2 separate regions of the Mus musculus genome follow, and region 1 is linked to region 2. The links are chromatin contacts, called in public Hi-C maps. All regions are on one chromosome and are shown on one strand. The core of a region is the stretch at or near the end of the contact, and the rest is flanking DNA. Distances in the headings are between cores, read along the strand shown. Region 1 has its middle 24 kb from the start of Atp13a3. Region 2 holds the start of Cpn2 (carboxypeptidase N, polypeptide 2).

Region 1 (6,288 bases), core at 1,862-4,361, 150 kb after region 2:
TCCTCCTAGTCCCACCCTTACAAGTCCCTTCTTCCATTACTCCCTCCCCTTCTCAGAGAAAGAGAAGCCCCCTCCCCACTCCACCCCACCCTGGAACATCCAGTCCCAGGAGGACCAAGCGCATCCTCTCCCACTGAGCCCAGCCAGGCAGTTCTGTTAGGGGAAGGCAATCCCAAGGGCAGGTGACAGGTCAGTGGAGGATGCTCCACTCCAATGGTTAGGGCACCCACGTGAAGACTAAGCTGCACAATGGCTGCAAATGTGTAGGAGGCCTAAGTCCAGCCCCTGAGTACTCCTTGGTTGGTGGTTCTATTTTGTTTATGTATATGAGTACACTGTAGCTGTACAGATGGTTGTGAGCCACCATGATTACCAGACTGATAAGATTTGAACTCAGGACCTTTGGAAGAGCAGTCAGTGCTCTTAACCACTGAGCCATCTCTCCAGCCCTCTATTTTTATTATTATATGTGTCGACATCCAAGTGCCATGGCGTGCATGTAGAGGACAGAGGACAACTTGTGGAGTCAGCTCTTTCCTTTCTACCTCTGTGTGGGATCAAACACTCGTCACCAGGCTCAGGCTGCCAGTAATTAGCCTGCTGCTTCATCTTGGAGCTTTCTGTTTTTGCTGTCTTACTGAGACCTCTATGGTGGCCATTCTTGGTTGTCAACTTGATCAGGAATTAACTAAAACCCACATGGCTGGATACCCCTATGAGGGATTTTATTTTTCCTTAGTCAAATAATCTGAAGTGGAAAGATCCACTTTCAATCTGGATTTTTGAGGTGGGAAGATCCACCTACAATTTGGGCCACCCCTTCTCCTGGAAGCCTAAATAAAAGACATGGAAGAAGGAAGCTTGGTCTCTTTGCCTGCCTTTTTTTTTTTTTTTCTTCTCTAGTTAGCAAGTCCATTCCTTCACTGGTCTACTTTTTCAGGATTATAGTGCATACTGGAGACTAGCCAAGACACCCAGACTCATGGACTGAACAGCTACTGGATTCTTGGAACTTCTATTGGTAGACAGACATCACTAGACTAGCTGGAATACAGTCTGTAGTTATAAATTCCTTTTCATATACAGATTAATTCTATAAGTTCTGTTCCTCTAGAGGACTCTGACTAAGGCAACCTCCTAGCCGGGCGTGGTGGTGCACGCCTTTAATCCTAGCAATTGGGAGGCAGAGGCAGAGGCATGTGAATTTCTGAGTTCAAGGCCAGCCTGGTCTACAGAGTGAGTTCCAGGACAGCCAGGGCTACACAGAGAAACCCTGTCTCATAAAACCAAAAAAAAAAAAAAAGGCAACCTCCTTATTTATATTTATGTGCATGTGTGTATGCCTTTGTGTGTACCACTTGTGAGCAGCTGCTGGTGGGGAGCATTAGATTCCCCGGAATTGGAGTTACCGATGCCTGTGAGCCAGCTGATATGGGTGTTGGAAACCAAACCTTCTTCGAGAGCAGGAAGTTCTTTTAATCACCCATTTCTCCATCACCCTTGTTGTTGGAGATTAGGTCTCAGGGTGACCTGCCTTGACCTACTTTCAGAGTGTTGGGTGGGTACCGAACTCAGGGCTTTGTGCTTGCTAGGTAAGCACTCTATCAACTGAGCTACATCCCCATCCCAAGCAGAGTTTTAAAAATAACTGCTGAGAAGATGCTTGCTGCCAAGCCTGATGACCTGAGTTCAATTCCTAGAACCCACGTGGTGGGAAGAAAGAACTCACTCCTGCACATAAGTTGTCCTTTGACTTAAAAATGAACACGGCATGTGCAACACACACACACACACACACTATAATAGCAAATAGCTACTAATAGCTGCATATTAGAGTTAGCTTTGTTGTTACAGTTCCTTACTTGATGGAGATGCAAGCAGATCCCCTCCACCCTGAGGTCCCACGGACAAGCTGTTATGACTCTTAATGTAAATATCTGATACTAGACCACAAAAGGGTCGAGACCTACAGGGCGAGAACTGCAGCTCTGGCTGCTCTCTGAAGCCATGTGCAATTGGGGCAGAATTGCATACAACTAATGTGGAGATGACACCTCACTGCTCTGGGCTTCCCCCTCCTCCTATGAAGGAAGATCAATGGTCAACAGTGAGGCTGTGACCATCAGCTGATCTAAAGAAGATAGTGGTCATTTGGCTCCTAAGATTGTCTGGGGCAATTGTTTTGGATTCTTCAAAGTTTTGATAGCTTTCAGGGGTGGTGAGGGCACAGAGATTAACTATGGAGAAGAAGGCATCTTGTCTCTCCAGTACCATTCTGTCTGCTGTGTGTGTAATCGGCTTTTTGTTTGAAAAAGTGTCCCCTCAGGCGTTTGCTTTCATATCAGTTGATTGGCATGCATCAACATATGAAATGTTCATTCTTGTCTTCTTCAGGCTGGTGTATTTAATATATTGTTTGCAAATGTATTTTGAAACAGGGTTTGCTTCAAACTCATGATCCTCTTTCCTCAACCTCCCCAGTTCTAGAAATGTAGGATGCTACCATGGCTCCTTTCTCTTCTTTTCTTTCCTTTCCTTTCCTTTCCTTTCCTTTCCTTTCCTTTCCTTTCCTTTCCTTTCCTTTCCTTTCCTTTCCTTCCCTTCCCTTCCCTTCCCTTCCCTTCCCTTCCCTTCCCTTCCCTTCCCTTCCCTTCCCTTCCCTTTCCTTTTCTTTTCTCTTCTCCCCTCCCCTCTTCTTTCTTTCTTTCTTTCCTTCTTTCTTTCTTTCTTTCTTTCTTTCTTTCTTTCTTTCTTTCTTTCTTTCTTTCTTTCTTTCTTTCTTTCTTCAATTTAAAATTTTTCCATTGGTGCCCTGCCAGAGTGTCAGACTCCCCAGACTGGAATTAGACAGTTGTGAGCTGCCATGTGGGTGCTGGGATTCGAACCTGGGTCCTTTGGAAGAGCAACCAGTACTCTTAACCACTGACCCATCTCTCCAACCCACTATGGTCCCTTTCTTATCCTTTTCTATTTGATATGAGACTTTGCTGTGGATGGAGGCTCTCTGTACCTGCCTGAGGCCAGGGGCAGGCCCACACCTGGATAGGTGGTGCTCTGTCCCTGCCTCCCCTGTACCTCTCTCCCCACTCCACCCCCATCACCCATTGGTACACACAGGCTCTGCTGGACTGTGTCCATCAAGGTTCTGGTTTCACAGGTCTCCATCTCTGGTGCCAGGGTTAAGGACAGTGAACTTTTGAAACAACCTCCCCTTTCTTTCAGAAGGTTGTGAAAAAAAAACAAAGCAGAGCAGGAACCAGCCAGTGGAAGGCAGCCAGGCTAAGTCAAACAACACTGCACACGATGTTCTGTGGTTCCAGTTCCCAAAGTTTCTTGAAAGAGAGTCGATCCATGGGAGACGATCTTGGAAGCCTTGCAGAGGGAGCTATTTCAGAGTGCCACATGGAAGGGAACATGAAAAAGTGTGTGTGTGTGTGTGTGTGTGTGTGTGTGTGTGTGATGGGTGTGTGTGGGGTCTCTTCTATATAGCTGCCTCTGTCCATTGGTCACCCCAGATTTCAAAAAGAATCCACAAGAAGCCAGGCATTGTGGCATTGTAGTGTGGTACAGTAATTCCAGTAACTGGAATTCTGAGGCAGGAGGATTATTAAGCACAGGAATTTGAGGTCAGTCTGGTAATCATAGTAGGTCTACCTTCTTCTCACTCATAGATAGAAAAAAAATGAGTTCTAAAAACCAGGCCTCAGCATGGTCCCTTGGGTGTGCTCATGGTGGGGTGGGGGCAGGACTCTAAGGTACCCCATGTGAAACTGGGAAACTCTTGCTTTGACGAGAATGCCAAATGTAAAACACTTCATTGGTCTTGTGGGGAAACTGAGGCTGAAAGAAGGGAGGAAAGCTTGGCCAAGACAACCCGGGGAGCTAGTGACAGAACCCAGGGTCGCCAAAGAGACAAAAGCAAAGAGTTCAGAGTCATCATTCTTGTCTTTTTTTTTTTTAAATAAATTCACTTATCTATTAATTATATGTAAGTACACTGTAGCTGTCTTTAGACACTCCAGAAGAGGGCATCAGATCTCGTTACAGATGGTTGTGAGCCACCATGTGGTTGCTGGGATTTGAACTCAGGACCTTCGGAAGAGCAGTAGGTGCTCTTACCCGCTGAGCCATCTCACCAACCCCGTTTTTGTCTTTTCTCTCTTTATTCACACCTGTGCAAGGTGTCAAGGTTTTCCATCACCATTGGTCCTAGCTAGTTTTTTGTCTGGTTGGTTGGTTGGTTGGTTTGTTGAGACAGGTTCTCATGTAGCCTAGACTAACCTGGAACTTACTATGTAGCAGAGGATAGCCTTGAATTCCTGAACTTCCTGCCCCCATCTCCTGAGTGCTAGGATGACAGAGTGTGTGCTACCATGCACCACCAAAAGTGTGGCTTGATGCTTCCCAAGTAGGACCTCTCCTAGATACTATGTTTCCACCAATAGCATTTACTAGTTAGTAAGATTGGGAATCTAAGAGTCATGATAAATTATTTGTGCTGTGGGGTGTGTGTGTGTGTGTGTGTGTGATCACATGAGCCAAGCATCTGCCCATGGCCTTGGCCATGCTGATTTTTGTCCCTGCCTCCTGCTGATCTCTCTGACTCTGCCCTCTCTCCAGTCTGGGAGATCGATGTGGCTAACATATTGACCATAGGAGCATAGGCCACATCAGTAAAGTGGCCACCACATTTGTATAATGTCCCCCAATGCTGGAGTGTTAAAGGTCAGGATGCAACAGGGAGGTGGTAGAAACCTTGGAGGAGGGGTCCTAGAGAGAGGTCTGCTTGTCACCAAGGATGTGCTTTGAAAGGAACAGTGGGGAAGCAGGCAGGTGCATCCTGGCCGGAGATGAGGAGATAGCGACATCATGTTTAATGACAGTCTCTATCTAGGAGGTTGTTCCAGGAGATCTATGGGGAGAGGGTTCCCAGACTGCCCTTTGGGAATCAAAAGGGAGGCCGGATCCAAAGTCTTTTTTGTTTTTTGTTTTGTTTTTTTCCGAGACAAGGTTTCTCTGTGTAGCCCTGGCTGTCCTGGAACTCACTCTGTAGACCATGCTGGCCTCGAACTCAGAAGTCCACCTGCCTCTGCCTCCCAAGTGCTGGGATTAAAGGCGTGCACCACCACTGCCCAGCCCAAAGTCTTTTTCAATAAAGCACCACGACTACATATCAGCCCATTTGAATGGACTGACTGCCTTCTTTCCTAAGGCTCAGATCATCCCAGCATGGAAAAATGCAAAAGAAAGAAAGAAAGAAAGAAAGAAGGGAGGGAGGGAGGGAGGGAGGGAGGGAGGGAGGGAGGGAGGGAAGGAAGGAAGGAAGGAAGGAAGGAAGGAAGGAAGGAAGGAACAGTGGGCCCCTTCCTTGAGCTGAGGTTTCTGCTTGCATGTGCAAGGAGCTGTCACTCACCCAAGCAAGGTGTTGAACTCACCTCTAAAATTGTAAGCCAAATGAATCTTTTCTATCTGTAAGTTGACTCATCTCAAGTATTTTCATCATTATGGAAAGCTAGCATATCTCATTCACTCCTTAGAAAGTTCTGCACCCCAGATGCCTTTTCTGCCCCCATTTTATAGATGAGCAAATGGAGGCCCTGAGGAGTTAAATGATATGTCTGAGATCACAAAGCAAACAAAAAAGCAGAAGTGAGGTTTTAATTATATTTATTTAGTGTGTACTCCCCCACCCCACCCCACCCTTGTGCCTATGCATGTCTGCTAGTTGCCTATGCATGCACACACATATATACACATGTGTGAGGGACAGAGGATAACCTGTGAGAATCAAATCCCTCCTTCCACCACATGTGTGCTGCAGAAGGAACTCAGGGAGCCAGGCTTGGCAGCAAGCACCTTTACCTCTGCGCCTTCTCCCTGAGCCCAGAAGTGAGCTTGTGTAATTTTACTCAGTATTAGCGTGTCTGTCTGTGTGTGGAGGTCAGAGGATCGCTCTCCCCTTCCACCCCTTCTGGGTTCCAGAGATTGAACTCAGGGTACCAAGCTTATGTGGAGAGCACCATTGCCCACTGACCCCATTCACCAGTTCAGAATTGGGGGTGGGGAGGGGGAGGTGTTAAGATGTTAGGTGTGAGGTCAGTGGACTAAAAGAGAGGCAGAGAAACCAGCTTGGGGAAAGTAGCCCCGCTTGCCATTCTGAAAAGAGCTGAGGAGGGGAGATCTCTAACTCTACACTCCAGCGAGCTGAGAGTCAGCTTTACATCAGCGGGCAGACTGCCCTAGTTATAGAGGGAACAGGGAAAGAGAAGGAAGACTTGCCTTCTTTGG
Region 2 (6,207 bases), core at 870-3,369:
GTGAGGGGCACCTGGCCTTTCCTCCATTCTGAAATGTGTGTGTTATTCATCTGTTTCGGTTGACTGACGGCAACAGCCTTCATCCTCTCCAAATCCTCCCTTGGTGGTACATTCCTATGTGCCCCCAAGCTGTTCCACCTGTCAACCATCACAGAGCCAAGCCCCCCTCCCTTCCCAGGGTGCTAGGAGCCCAAGTTCTGACCCCAGTGTGCCTGGTGCCACCTGCATTGGGATCCACCTCACAGGCAGGCTGGATACCACTACTTGTTCCGAGGTCCCTGGGAAACAAGAAGAAGAACGTCTGGGCTGTGCCCCTGGCTGATCCTCAGACCTGACCTCATTTCCTCTAAGTCAGCAAAATTAATCAAAGGGCTGAAGGCCACAGGAAGTGTAGATTGGCACCTTGCACAGGCCCTCCCTGACACCCCACCCCACCTCCAGGCCTACTTGAGACCCAGGCAGTAGAGCAAACACTGAGGCTCTGCCTCTGCATTGGCTAATCCAGAACCGCGCTGACTACACAGTCTTGACACCTAAAGCATAGATTTACTGTTGCTAGTGTGGCCCTGAAAGGAAACCAAAGCAACAAACTATCAAGGAGGAGGCTTGGCAGCGGATATGATCAAGATGATCATGATATATTGGTCACATGCATGAAATTGACAAAGAATAAATAAAAATTTCTATTTTTAAAAAAGCGTTTCAGGGCATCCTTTCCTTGGACTCCCCTCTCACTCTTGGTTCTTTCTTACTTTTCCTTAATAAATCTACGTTGGCTCTGCTTTTAAAATACGTACACATTTTAAAATATTTTAACATAATAAACACGAGCCTATTTTAAGATGAAGAAGAAAGCTATTTTCTAAGACGTAGGTTAACAGTATAAAACACTAGGCACAGGTAGGTCCCAGGGCTCCCATCCCCACCCCATAAGCTGTGAGGCTTGACCCCACCCACAGACAACAATTCCAGAGCCCTGCAGCAGCACTCCTTGTCTGTAGTGCGTTGCCAAGGACCGGGGGCTTGGCTCTTTGCTGTGTTGGTTTTATGGGAAAGCTGGCACTGTGACATAAGAAGGTGGGACTAGATACTACCACTTTCCAGCTCGGCCATGCCTCCAGCCCCTTGGTGATGCTGCGGTATGTCTCTGCCTACTGCTCCCTCCCACTGCCTGCTCCTATTCTACCCACCCTCCCAGAACAGTAGGAGTCTCCAGCAAGCCTTCCTGGACTGTCCCTCCTTCACCTGGCAGGTCACTGGTGTTCTTTGCTAAGCACGGGGTCCTTCTGCTCTGTGTTCTAGTAGATTGTATCCCGACTGAGACCCCAGGGGTCAGGCCCCTGCTGCAGTATTTTGGCTCTGCATCCCAGCACCTGGGCCAGGGCTGGCCAAACAGATGGCACCAAGCTGAAGGAACGGAATGCCTGTGGCTCTCCATGACCGCTCCTCTTCTCTTAATGGAGAAGCACTATGGCTCTGTTGGAATAGCCAGCTCTGCGTTCAAATCCAGACACTGTACTTACTAGCTGTGTGGGCTCCAAGGATTCCCCTTTGCCATCTATCAAAGCCTTAATTTCCTTACCCTGATTAGAACCTGAGCCCTTAAGGTTAAAATTAGTCCCCAATTAGACGGTGCATTTAAAGTACTGCATGGTGCTTGACAAATAGCAAACATTCAATTTAGTTCTAGGATGAATGTGAACATTATCATCTAAGTCTGACACTCTGGGAATGAAGAGACAGCAGCACTAATTATGTCAGACAATAGGCACCAACCAGGGTGGATCATGGCCTGTGACCACTCTGCCTGCCACCGTTCACACCTGGCTCCCCTGAAAGCCAGGCCAGGCCACCCTCCACCTTAAGTTCTTCCTGGCCTTTCTCAGCCAAGGCTAGCTGATCCACTCAAGGGCTTCCCCTTGCAGGTAAGGGGACTCAGTTACTTGTTCCCAGAGCAACAAGTCCCTTTCCAGTGTCCCAGCCAGGACCCTAAGCCAGATGTCCCCAAATCCCCACAGACCCAGGAGTAAGGCAGGTGGCCTACCGTGAGGGGCTGGGCAGGTGGGGCCAGAAGCCCTGGTTTTTCCTCGGAAACAGAGGAGAATTTCATGTGCTCTGTGCTCAGTTAAATCCAGCCCCAGCGCTGACCAAAGTCCTGAGAAGGGTTCCTCCCCTCATGGGGATCGACTGTTCCCGGAATGTCACCAAGGTCACTTGGGCAAGGCCTATAAAGATTACAAAATGACCTGAATGGTTCCCATAGACAGATGCCTAATCCAACTGAGACTGTAGGTTTGGCAGATCTGGGACCCCAAGTATCCACTAGCCCATTAAAAGTATCTCCAGAATAAAAACAAAAAGTGTCTCCTGGCTACACTGAGATGAGAGTCATTTCCTTGTGAACATAAGTGTGGGCTAAGAGGCCACCCAGCTACCTGCTCAGCACTCAATCCTGCCACTAAGACGAAACTTAGAACTTACCAGTCTCTTGTGTTTGCTGATTTGTTTGTTTAATGAACTTTCTCTTTTTGGCATATATATTGTGTATATGTGTACATGAGTGTGTGTGTGTGTGTGTGTGTGTGTGTGTGTGTGTGTGTGAACAGAGCATGTGTGATCATGAGTTGGGGATGTGTATGTTTGTGAAGTGAGCATGTGAGAATATGAATGAAATGGTGAAGTGGGGTATGTGTGTGTGCGTGTGTGTGTTGAACATGTGATAGTAAATGGAGTTGTGTGTGCATGCATACATACACTCATATATGTTCTATATAATAAAAATGAGAGTAACTTTGTGTGGTTGGTATGGTTGAGTAAGGAATGTTTTGTGTGTACATGTGTGTATGATTATATATGAGTGTTCAGATGATATGAGGTATATGGCATGAAGGGATGACCGAGAGAAGCAGTGTAACTCTCCAGTGCCGGGAGTCTGTCATCCAAGTGATCTGAGGCTGTTTAACCATCGTTCACCTTTAGAAAGATTGCTAGGACATATGACTTCTTTTGCACATGATCAGATGACACCCCACCCTGCAAAGGTCTGACTGACTAATAGGAGGCATTTTCTTTCAGTACAAATAAAAGAAAGAGGGAGACAACCAGGAATCTAGTGTACCCAGATCCGCCCCATGTGGTGCCTGGCCTGTCAATGGCAGGATGGTGGCCTCAAGGAACAGCAGGGCATGGGACCTGCATTTCCTGGGAGACTCACACCCATGTTTGAGAACAGCTCTATACCCTGTGGGTGCAGGGCCTTGGCTCCTCAAGGAACACACCATGTCCTATTTGTCAAGATGTCAGGGCAAACAAGAGGAATCTGGCTGCCAGACCATGGTTTGAATTCTGGCGTTTGATCTCTACAAATCGTTGTGTTCTCTCCCATAGGCGGCATCGGGGGAGTGTGTGTGTGTGTGTGTGTGTGTGTGTGTCTGTCTGTCTGTCTGTCTGTCTGTCTCCGACCATCCATCCATGTGTGTTCAAGTGTCCAGAGTGCAGACATGTGCACATATGTGTATGCACTGTGGAGGGATGTTTGCATAAAGAGATTCAAAGATTCCTGTAGGAAATAAGCATCCAGCTTCAAGCCCTCTCCCCATTCTCTGGAATTCCAGAAGCCTGTCTCAGTAGACTCTGGGGGATTATGGGAGGAAGGCCAGATCACAAAGTGACTCTGGGAAATTCATTTTGAGTTCACATTTTCATTTGTCAGTCCTGCCAAACCTATTCTTAAAGTCCCCACCAGCCACATTTTCCCCCAAAGGCCTGTTCTCCACCCAAATTCAACTGTGAGGAGCCATCCATCCAGGTTGCTCATAATCTAGGCGACAAGGGTGAGGTGCACAGGCAGGAGACCCACACACCAAGACGTCCACAGAGAACACACTCGCCCTTTGTATACCGTTTATTGTTGATCCTGTACACCAAATCTGTTACAAGCCGCATCTAGCAAAGGACAGATTCCCCTAAACCTGCCCAGCAGGGCTCACATTCTACAGAACCCTGGGAGCCTAGAAATCTCTAAATGCACTGCCAAGCAACTGGGACTACTTGCGGAGACTGTCTAGTAAGTCAAGCATGATTGTTCTAGAAGGCAGAGCAAAGACAGTGGGAGGCAAGAACAATCTCTCCTTAGGAGAAGGGCCCTGACTCGGTGGGGCTCCACATGGAAGTTACCTGCTGCACACTCTCTCAGACAACACTAATGGCTTCCCTCCTGCAATCATCAACAGCCAGATTCTCTTCCACAGCCAGATCTGGCTCTGACTTCGGAGTCTGGGGACAGATCTTTAAGTAGTTTATAGCTAAGTCTAGGACACATGCAAGGCCTGCTTCCTGACTCATGTTATCATTCTGTTCTTCATGCTCTCCCAAGGCTGGAACCGGCTTCCACACTTCCATTCCACCATCTCGATGCCTGTGGAAACTGTATGGCTGTGGGTGAGATGCTCCAAGAAGCCAGCTGTAACTGTACTGCGAGCTGTTTCCTACAGTCTCCTGATGAAAGCCCTAGACAGCCCATGAAGCCTCTACAGGGATTGTAAGTTGGGCACTGTGCAGAAAAGACTCACAAAAGATAATGGTGGAACTAGTTTCCTAAGGTGCCAAGAGGGTTAGGGGAAGAGCTTTGAAGGACACCCAGGCCCTGAACATCTTTACCATGCTAGTTCTGGTTGGCCTTTATTAGCCTTCTAGAGTCAACTGTTCTCCCCACTCTGCACAAGGCTGGGATGGCAGTCTAGAAAGCACTGAACAGATGAGGCGAGTGGATTGAACTCTGCACCCTATCACAGACTTCTAGGGACCACAGAGCTTTTTCCAGCCCAAGAACTGAGCAAAATGGATTACCTTATTGGAAAGGACCCTCCACCCAGTGTTCTGCCAACTCTCTCCCTGACTAGAAAATGTGATTTTGAGGAACTGTGCCTTCGCTCACTGCCTGGGAGCTCCTGGGCATGTCATTAGAGGACAGCTGTCCTCAGGCCAGCCTTTGAGCCAGTGAGGTACACCACTGCCATGGTCAATGTCAGATGTAGCCTGTGTTTCCAGGTTATGATTGGCAGGGGACACTGGATACTATGGATGCTACCTCTCTCTATCCTTAGCCCACTGAGGATGGGCATAGCTCACAAGGAGCGCCTGATAGTTCTGGGAGCACGGTACTGTGTCAAGCTTCCATCTGCTGTAAAGCAGGCCCAGCTCCTTCTCTTCGCCCCAGGACCTACCAGCAAGCCACAGCCAGCAGAACCAAGCTCACACTCACTCTGGGGCTGGAGACAACTTTGGTTCGTGTGTGCCAGTTGCTAGAGATACTTTACAAACACTTTGACGACCCAGATTGGCCTTGGAAAGATGATGTCTTTTGACCAACATCAGCTTCCCTGGGCCATCGAGTGTGTTGGTTCTCACAAGCGTTCCTTATGAAGTATTCTGTCGGGGACCTGGACATAGTGTAAGTTCCACATTGCCAAGACCCAGAGGGGTTTCTGATTTGCCTTATGAGTGTCACCTCAGGTTGGAGATAGAGTCACTTCACAAATCCCTGTGCTTAGCTGGGGTCTTTCCCTCACTTACAGAGAAACCTGAAATTCTTTGTTTCCTGTGTTGTTTTTGAGGGAGGGTCTTTCTGCATAGCCCTGGCCATCCTGGAACTTGCTCTGTAGACAGGCTACTCTTGAACTCACTAAAGACATGACCCACCATGTCTGCTTATTTTGAAGCTTTTACTTCTGCATGGATTGGTGTATTAGTCGTCCTGAGAAAGCTGTGTTGTCTTATCAGAACTGTTTAATGTGCAGAAATAGTTTGTAGCAGGAAACAGAGCTAAGGCAGATATAGTGTGACTGTCACCCAAAGAGAAAACTCTAAACTAAACCACTCAGTTCACAACCAGACCCCAGGCAGAAAGTTCTGCAGAGCACCCCATACCCTCGTGTGACCTTCCAGCGTGCCCCGATATCTGCTGTCTGTAAACACGCTGCACTCTAGCTACAGCTGACTAATGCTGATGGAGAATTTGACCACAGTATAGACTGATTCCTGGTTTCCATTACACTTGGTCGTTCAGCTGGAAGATCTCATCTCTTAGCAATTTTGCTTCCCCCCAAGTGGGGAACAAAAATTAGAAACAGATACAGGCCTAGAATGCCCATAAAAGGATTAGTAGAGGGGCTGCCAATGAGCAACACGGGGCTCACTGTCAGGGAA

Evidence for each region. Hi-C and Micro-C count contacts between places; a contact is called where the count stands out from the background.
Region 1: a Hi-C map of liver shows a contact between it and region 2, with 2.4 times the contacts expected there. The contact joins the enhancer-like site here to the promoter of Cpn2 in region 2. A contact is called at or near these places in 2 of 484 Hi-C or Micro-C datasets (the G1E-ER4 cell line and liver), 2 of 115 datasets of contacts at active chromatin or transcription factors (double positive thymocytes and embryonic stem cells) and 3 of 9 other capture datasets (adipose tissue, liver and pancreatic islet).

What each region holds. Positions count from the first base shown.
Region 1 is chr16:30,409,695-30,415,982 of GRCm38.p6, forward strand. No RefSeq gene overlaps it. Among named protein-coding and RNA genes, the nearest start is that of Atp13a3, 24 kb to the left of the region's middle. Within about 2 kb of position 3,112, at least 5 of the 459 cell types and tissues checked have an H3K27ac peak or open chromatin away from gene starts, as enhancers often do. A contact at or near this core is called in liver, where this site is marked.
Region 2 is chr16:30,265,413-30,271,619 of GRCm38.p6, forward strand. Cpn2 (carboxypeptidase N, polypeptide 2) reads right to left here and starts at 2,120. Exons shown (of 2, transcript NM_027904.3): 1 at 2,045-2,120. Lrrc15 (leucine rich repeat containing 15) reads right to left here. Exons shown (of 2, transcript NM_028973.2): 2 at 3,890-6,207.